Linked DNA regions of Hordeum vulgare: region 1 is linked to region 2. Evidence: chromatin contacts called from public Hi-C data. All regions are on one chromosome and are shown on one strand. The core of a region is the stretch at or near the end of the contact, and the rest is flanking DNA. Distances in the headings are between cores, read along the strand shown. Region 1 holds the start of LOC123400165 (protein ALTERED PHOSPHATE STARVATION RESPONSE 1). Region 2 holds the start of LOC123400161 (myb-related protein Hv1).

Region 1 (3,504 bases), core at 529-3,028, 210 kb after region 2:
AAAGTTGGAAGGAGATTGGCCAAGATCCTAGAGTCGGTGTGCAACAAAAGGGAATTGTTTTTTGGACAAGAGTTCACAAAACACTCCATGAAAGAAAGTTGTTTCCGTCCTATCAATTTACGAGCGATCGTAACATCAACTCAATTCAAAATAGGTGGTTGTTCATCCAACAAGAATGCAACAAATATTGCGCCGCACTTGAGAGCGTTGAAGCACGTCCCGTGAGTGGTCTTGGCATCGGGGACATGGTATGGCCTCTTCTCTTTCCTTTGCTACGGCCGTGCCTCGGCCTCCTCTACGATTAATTGTGTTTGCATGTGCAGTTATTGTTGATCATGTAGGCATTTCAATCTTTGAAAGCATTCAAGGCCCGGCACAACGATAAGCCATTCACTCTCACACATTGTTGGCGAATCATCAACAATTGCCCTAAGTTCAAAGATCAATACCCTGAGCTTCAAAGGAAGAGAGGCAAGAAGGTGGTCCCTTGGTCGGAGGTGGAGATGGTGAAGCGTTGAAGAGGCCGAGGGGCAAGACCAACTCCAAGGTGGATGACAAGCGTGATGCGCCATCGTATGCTTTGCATGAGACTTTGCATGGCATGATGTCTCAAAAGGAAGTGAGGGACGAGAAGAAGCGACAAGGCAAGGAGAAGCAAATGAAGCAATACATGGAGCTGCAAACAAAGAAGCTTGAGATGGAGGAGGTGGCCAAGAAGAGGAAGATCGACATGGAGGAGGCGGCCAGGTAGAGTCAGCTCGACATCGAGGCCGCCAATGTCGCGGCCAGGCAAAGGCAGCTCAACATCGAGGCCGCCAATGCCGCGGCCAGGCAGAGGCAACCCAACATCGAGTCCGCCGATGCCGCAACCAAATCAAAGGAGGTGACGATGACGATCATGAGCGTGGACTTGAGTAAGATGAGCGAGAAGACCAGGAGCTGGTTCGAGGCCGGGCAGAAAGAGATGTTTGACGTCGATGGCCTGAACTAGGGTGTGATGGGCCGTGGCCGTTCTTTTTTTGGAGGTTGGATGTGTTGTCGGCGAAAAGCCTATTCTTTTGAAGGCCGGATGTGTTGCCGGCCGTTGGCTGTATTGTCGGCGAGGACGTGTAGGTTGGTTGTGTTGCCGTCGTGATCTAGGACCGCTTGCATGGACCGCTTGTGTTTCAAAATGAGGCGGACAGGATGCGTCCGCGCGTTGGGCGCACGGCCACCGCATCCCAAAAATGACCTGGACATGATCACATCGTCCGCTCCAAACGGACAGAATCCGAGCAAAACGAACGTGAAGTTGCCCTTAGTCATTCAGATTTGCAATAATTTATATCACATCTCGTAGGCACACCCATGAGATGTTTATTGCGGACTTTTCTGAAACCAAAAAAAAGTCGGAACGCATGCATCGTCGACGACACGCTACATAAACCCGGCGCCGGCGCACGCATTTGCCGCTTTCAAACCCGAGCAAATCAAGTGGTGAACGACGACGACGACGACCCACCCACCCACCGCGAGTAACTGCCAATCGCGCGATCGGGGGGGGGGCATTGAAGCCCGACAACGTCTCGCGCAACGTTCCCTCCCATCCCCTGCACCCGCAACGCACCGAGGCCGAAACGAGCCCGGCGCGCGACCGTTGGAGCCGCGGGGTGCGTCTGCCCGGGCTGCCCCCGCGCGGGCCGCGGCGGGGCGCACAGCGGCCGGGGGCACCGTGGGGATTCGGGACCCGGCGGGGCCCGAGAAAGACACCAGTCCCATGCACGCACGCACGCACACCGCCCCAAAGCTCACACGCACTCCCTCTGCCGCTCCACCTCACTCCCTCACTCTCTCACTCCACTCCCCCTCCCAGCGCTAATTTGGAAGGACGCGACGCGACCGGACCAGACGGAGGAGTCTCAAGAGGGGGGGAGCGGAGCGGAGCGGAGCGCGCGGTCAGTGGAGGCGAGCGACAACGGTTACTGCCTTCGTCTTCCCACCCAAGCCAAGCCGATCCAAAGATTTGAGGGGAAGCGGAAGCGGAAGGGGAGGAGGCGAGTGAGCGGCTTATCCGTCGACCGGCCGGCGCGCCGGCGATGGGCTGCTGCCAGTCGAGGCTGGAGCGGCAGGAGGCGGTGTCGCGCTGCAAGGCGCGCCGCCGCTACACCAAGCACCTCGTGCAGGCGCGGAGGGACATGGCCGCCGCCCACGCGCTCTACCTCCGCTCCCTGCGGGCCACCGGCGCCGCGCTGCTCCAGTTCGCCACCGCCGAGGCCGACAACCCGCACCCGCACCCGCACACCCACCACCAGCGCCACCATCACCAGCCGCCGCCGCCTCCTCCCCCTCCCCCTCCGCCCCCGCCGCCGCCGCCGCCGCCGCCTCCTCCTCCGCCGCTCAGCCCCGCGCGGACCGCCAGCTCCTGGACCACCACCACATCCTCCACCATCAGCGCCTCGCAAATCCTGCCGCCCCCTCCCCCTCCGCCGGCCCCAATGCCGTCCAGCTGGGACTTCTGGGACCCCTTCGCGCCCTCCTCCTCCCGCTCCCCCGCCGACGCCGCGGCGGAATGGGACGACGCGGCCACGTCCCTCGCCGAATCCCCCCGCGCCACGCCGCCGCCCGTGGTCGTCACGGCCAACGCCGCCCAGGCCCAGCCCCCGGCCCCGTCCGTCGTGACCGCCACCACATCCACCGCCAGCGAGCTCACCGTCGTCGCCCTGCCCCGGGGCGGAGGCGGCGGCGCGGCCGGGAAGAAGGACCTCGCCGAGATCGCCACCGAGATCGACGAGTACTTCCTCAAGGCCGCCGACGCCGGCGCCCGCGTCGCCGCGCTGCTCGAGGCCCCAATCTGCGAGCTCCCCGACGCCAGCAACAGCCTCCCAGGCAAGAACAGCCGACAGATGAGCCTACCTCGTTCTTCCATCCTGCTCACATTTTCAGTTCTTCCTGATAAATGAATTCTTCGCTGCGTGCGGCAATGGAGTCAACTCATGTTTCTTTCTTCAGGGAGGGTGATGAGCTACGGCAAGAACCTGAAGCCTACGGGGTGGTCGTGGGGCGGCGGAGGAGGAGGCTACGGGAAAGGCAGCAGCAATGGCTTCTCCAGGTTCGAGAGAGGGGACGAAGGGGTGATGGGCAATGGCGGAGGCAGTGGGATCCTCAGCCACTCCTCCACCGTCGAAAGGCTCTACGCCTGGGAGAAGAAGCTGTTTCTCGAGGTCAAGGTGCGTTCATTCATCATTTTTTATCATCGATCCAAATGTGCACTAGTTCGAGCAGGTAGATTCATCTCGATGTACAGTAGCTCGAGCAGATAGATTCATCGAAATGCGCGGCTTGGTTGGATAGATCTCAAATCTCAAGCAGAGTGAGTGAATGAGTGGCTTGGTGCTTTTGAGGAGCTAGTGGCCCTCCTTTTGCTGATTATGACTATCATATTAGTACATTCTGCGATGGCCATGGGAGATACTAACAAGGATTCCAGTGGGGTGGCAATTGGTTCTGTCTGAACCAAAGTACATT
Region 2 (3,419 bases), core at 626-3,125:
CTCAGGCTCTGCCTCTGCCCGCTTCAGGTTCAGGTTCACTGCCCCGGTCTCGAGATCAACGCCCACACTGAATCTGGCGTGCCATCTCCTCTGCTCTCCTGCCAAAAGAATGGTCACCTTCACGACAGCACCAGGGTATTAGGCCCTGTTTGGTTTCCATAAGGTCCTGTTTGGTTTCAATAAGTCACCTACTTATAAATCAGGTGACTTAAAACCAGTGACTTATAAGTCACGCCTGTTTGGTTGTCATCTGACTTATAAGTCACCTTTTCATGCAAAAATGGGTGATTTATAAGTTTTAAGTTGGGGTGAAGCAACTTATGACTTATAAGTTGGGATGACTTATAAGTTGGGTCTGTTTAGCAAAATAAGTCATTTTATTTTACACTTTTTAACTTATAAGTTGATGACTTATTTGAAACCAAACAGGGCCTTATTTGCTCATGATTAGTCAAACGGTAATTTTTCTTTTTTTACAACGGGGCAAACAAAATGGAGCAGCAAGAGAGCATCGGAAGAAGAAGAAGATCTTGCCGAAACAGGGCACCGCCGGCAAGATCATCATTCTTTCTCCTTCCTGCATCTCTCTCTCTTTCGCTCGCTGTATTTTCACCTACAGGCTAAACCAATATCTCCACGTCACAGACAGGGGAGAGAAGAGCAGAGAAGAGAGGGGGTGCTCTGCTCTGCTCTGCTCATTTCATCTCGATGCTTCTGAAGTCGAGCATGGCGGTCCGGAGCCCCATGAAGCTGCTGCACTTGCAGTCCGAGCTCCTGGGGAGCCCCATGCTGCAGCTGAAGCAGAGGCCCACCACGCCGACGCCGACGCCGACGCCGGCCTCCCTCTTCACCACGGGCTTGGTGTCCACCATGGGGTCCTCGTGGATCGGGGGGCTGATGCACAGGTCCAGGTTCAGGTCCGGGCACTTGAGCGGCTTCCCCTGGCCCCAGTCAAGCTGGGGGTTACTACGGTGATGGTGGTCCACGTGGTGTGAGATCGCCGCTGCCGCTGCTGCTGCCTTGGCGGGCTCGGCGTCTCGCCGGAACACGGCGCCCTTGTCGTCCCTCTGCGCCGACTCAAAGGATATGGTGATGTTGGACGCGGCGTGGTCGCTGTTGATCGCGCGGTGGGTCACCGGGTCGATCCCCCGGCTCGTCAGCTTCCTCCGGATGTGCGTGTTCCAGTAGTTCTTGATCTCGTTGTCCGTCCTCCCCGGCAGTCTCCCGGCTATCAGGGACCATCTGCGCGCGCCAAGCAGAAACAACACATGTCAGAGCTGCCTATGCATGTAGCACAACAGAGGATGATCGTCCATTCATCGTTGCTACTTGCTACGATATGCTATCGTGTGGCGTTGGAAAAAATGAATGATTTGGATGGACCTACTTGTTGCCCAGGAGGCTGTGGAGCTTGATGATGAGCTCGTCCTCCTCGTGGCTGAAGTTGCCGCGCTTGAGGTCGGGGCGGAGGTAGTTGATCCAGCGGAGGCGGCAGCTCTTGCCGCAGCGGAGCAGGCCGGCGGCCTTGGGCAGGGAGCGCCAGCAGCCCTCGCCGTGCGCCTTGATGTAGGCGGTGAGCCGGTCGTCCTCCTCCTTGGTCCAGGCGCCCTTGTTGGTGTGCGCCTTCTCGCAGCACGGCGACCTCCCCATCGCTTTAGATGGTCCGCCGCCGATGACACCGTCCGCTTTCTTCCTCGTGCTTCTCGGTGGTGGGTTGGGTTGGGTTGGGTTGGGGTTTGCAGGAGTGGAAGTTGGTGTTGTTGTTGGGTGCTAGTGCTACTGGGACGCACGGGGAGGGGTGGGTGAGGAGGAGGCTGGATCTTTATAGGCGGCAGTGCACTTGACTGGATCGGGGAAGAAGGTCTTCTAGAGGCTGAGTTGGTGGCAAAAAGGTTAGGCTGGTACTGGTAGGCCTCCCCCTCCCCTCCCCTCCCCTCTACCCCAGGCCATGACCTCACCTCACCTCAACTCATCACACCGCCGGTTTGTTTGTTTACCAGTTTATTACGCGCACAAAAAGAGGAAGATAGAAAGGCAACAACGACACAGCCAGCCAGCCAGCCACAGGCCACAGGACACACAAGCTCAGCTCAGCTCAGCTCAGCTCCCTTGTGTGCCTGCCGTGCCTACTTGCCCGATTCACAGGTAGGTGTAAAGTGAGGTAAGCCTCCCCTGCCTACCCTCTTGGCGCCTTCGTTCCTTCTGGTTTTAACAGCAAACTAACTAACCGCATCCACCACCCCGTGATGCCCCCCTCTTCCTAATTTGTTTGTGGGGGATTATTAGGTCCATCCATCCCCCTACAAGTCTCTTTCCGTTGAGTGCTGATGCTGCCCCTGCCTAAAACTCCTCGTGCAACACAAAAACTCAGGGCAGGGGTCTCCAACCAATTCTATCTACAAGTAAATGATCCGCAGCGACGATCGGCGAGATCAGATACAACCTCAATCTTTCTTTCTGCAAGACAAATCCTCGACGATAATCCGTCTGACAACAACTTCAGTTAGATAAACAACATGTGACACGTTGGAGATTATTCCCCGAGCCATTTTCTAAGGACCTCTTGTGAGCTGTGGCTGAGATGCAGGGACCTACACGGTGTCGTCTGCGGGCTATGGGGGTTGTTTTGATTCTCCAAAACAATTATGTCAACATGACAGTGATCTGCTGTATATATACACTAGTATATGACAGAATTAGTTGTATACGGATCATTCATGTATATTTTCGATAAAACAAACCAGCCCTGATCTCACGAGCCCCAATCATCTTACCGTTTCCTGATTTAACAAGCCAATGTGCATAATGCAAACATGATGAGGTGTTAACAAATGGAAGCACCCTCATCATACACCCCCTTTTCCTTGTTTATTCTTCAATAATAAAACAGGATGAGGCGGAACAGGTATCTGACGCTGCTCAAACGGATTTTCTTTTGCCCACCCACCGTCTTTTTTCTTTGTTTTTGCCTAATAGTATAGTCTGTTTTGCACAATCATAGCTCCTGCCAATTTGCCCATAGTCCGATGAATGAAGCTACTTTCATATGAAGCATTTCTGTTTTGTATTCTAGCTCTAATATTGGTTAGTTGAGCTGCTTGGTCAACCCTAAATTAAGAAATTCACCAAACCTACTAGTCCCGCAACTGCTTCCTATTTCTTTCTGTAGCAACCCAGATCTCCTGGATATCATATTTATATGGGATAATCCACATGGCAATAGATTATAGGCTAATCCACATGGCAAAAGATAACGTTATCAGTGGTGCTTAATAATGACATCATCAATTATGATCACATGTGCTTTGCCGTTTGCTCATGGAGAACGTAGATTAATATGAATACGCAGAATTTTCTACAGCTTAGGATTCATGGAGAACGTATATTAATATGAATACGCTGAATTTTCTACAGCTTAG

Evidence for each region. Hi-C and Micro-C count contacts between places; a contact is called where the count stands out from the background.
Region 1: a Hi-C map of leaf shows a contact between it and region 2, with 3 times the contacts expected there. The contact joins the promoter of LOC123400165 here to the promoter of LOC123400161 in region 2. A contact is called at or near these places in 3 of 6 Hi-C or Micro-C datasets (leaf and seedling) and 1 of 1 datasets of contacts at active chromatin or transcription factors (embryo).

Annotation. Positions count from the first base shown.
Region 1 is chr5H:504,747,870-504,751,373 of MorexV3_pseudomolecules_assembly, forward strand. It overlaps LOC123400165 (protein ALTERED PHOSPHATE STARVATION RESPONSE 1), which reads left to right and starts at 1,779. Exons shown (of 4, transcript XM_045094580.1): 1 at 1,779-2,865; 2 at 2,989-3,206. The coding sequence starts at 2,076. It also overlaps the pseudogene LOC123397052.
Region 2 is chr5H:504,536,871-504,540,289 of MorexV3_pseudomolecules_assembly, forward strand. It overlaps LOC123400161 (myb-related protein Hv1), which reads right to left and starts at 1,876. Exons shown (of 2, transcript XM_045094578.1): 1 at 1,388-1,876; 2 at 415-1,242. The coding sequence starts at 1,650. The coding sequence ends at 696. LOC123400162 (a long non-coding RNA gene) reads right to left here. Exons shown (of 20, transcript XR_006610497.1): 20 at 1-98.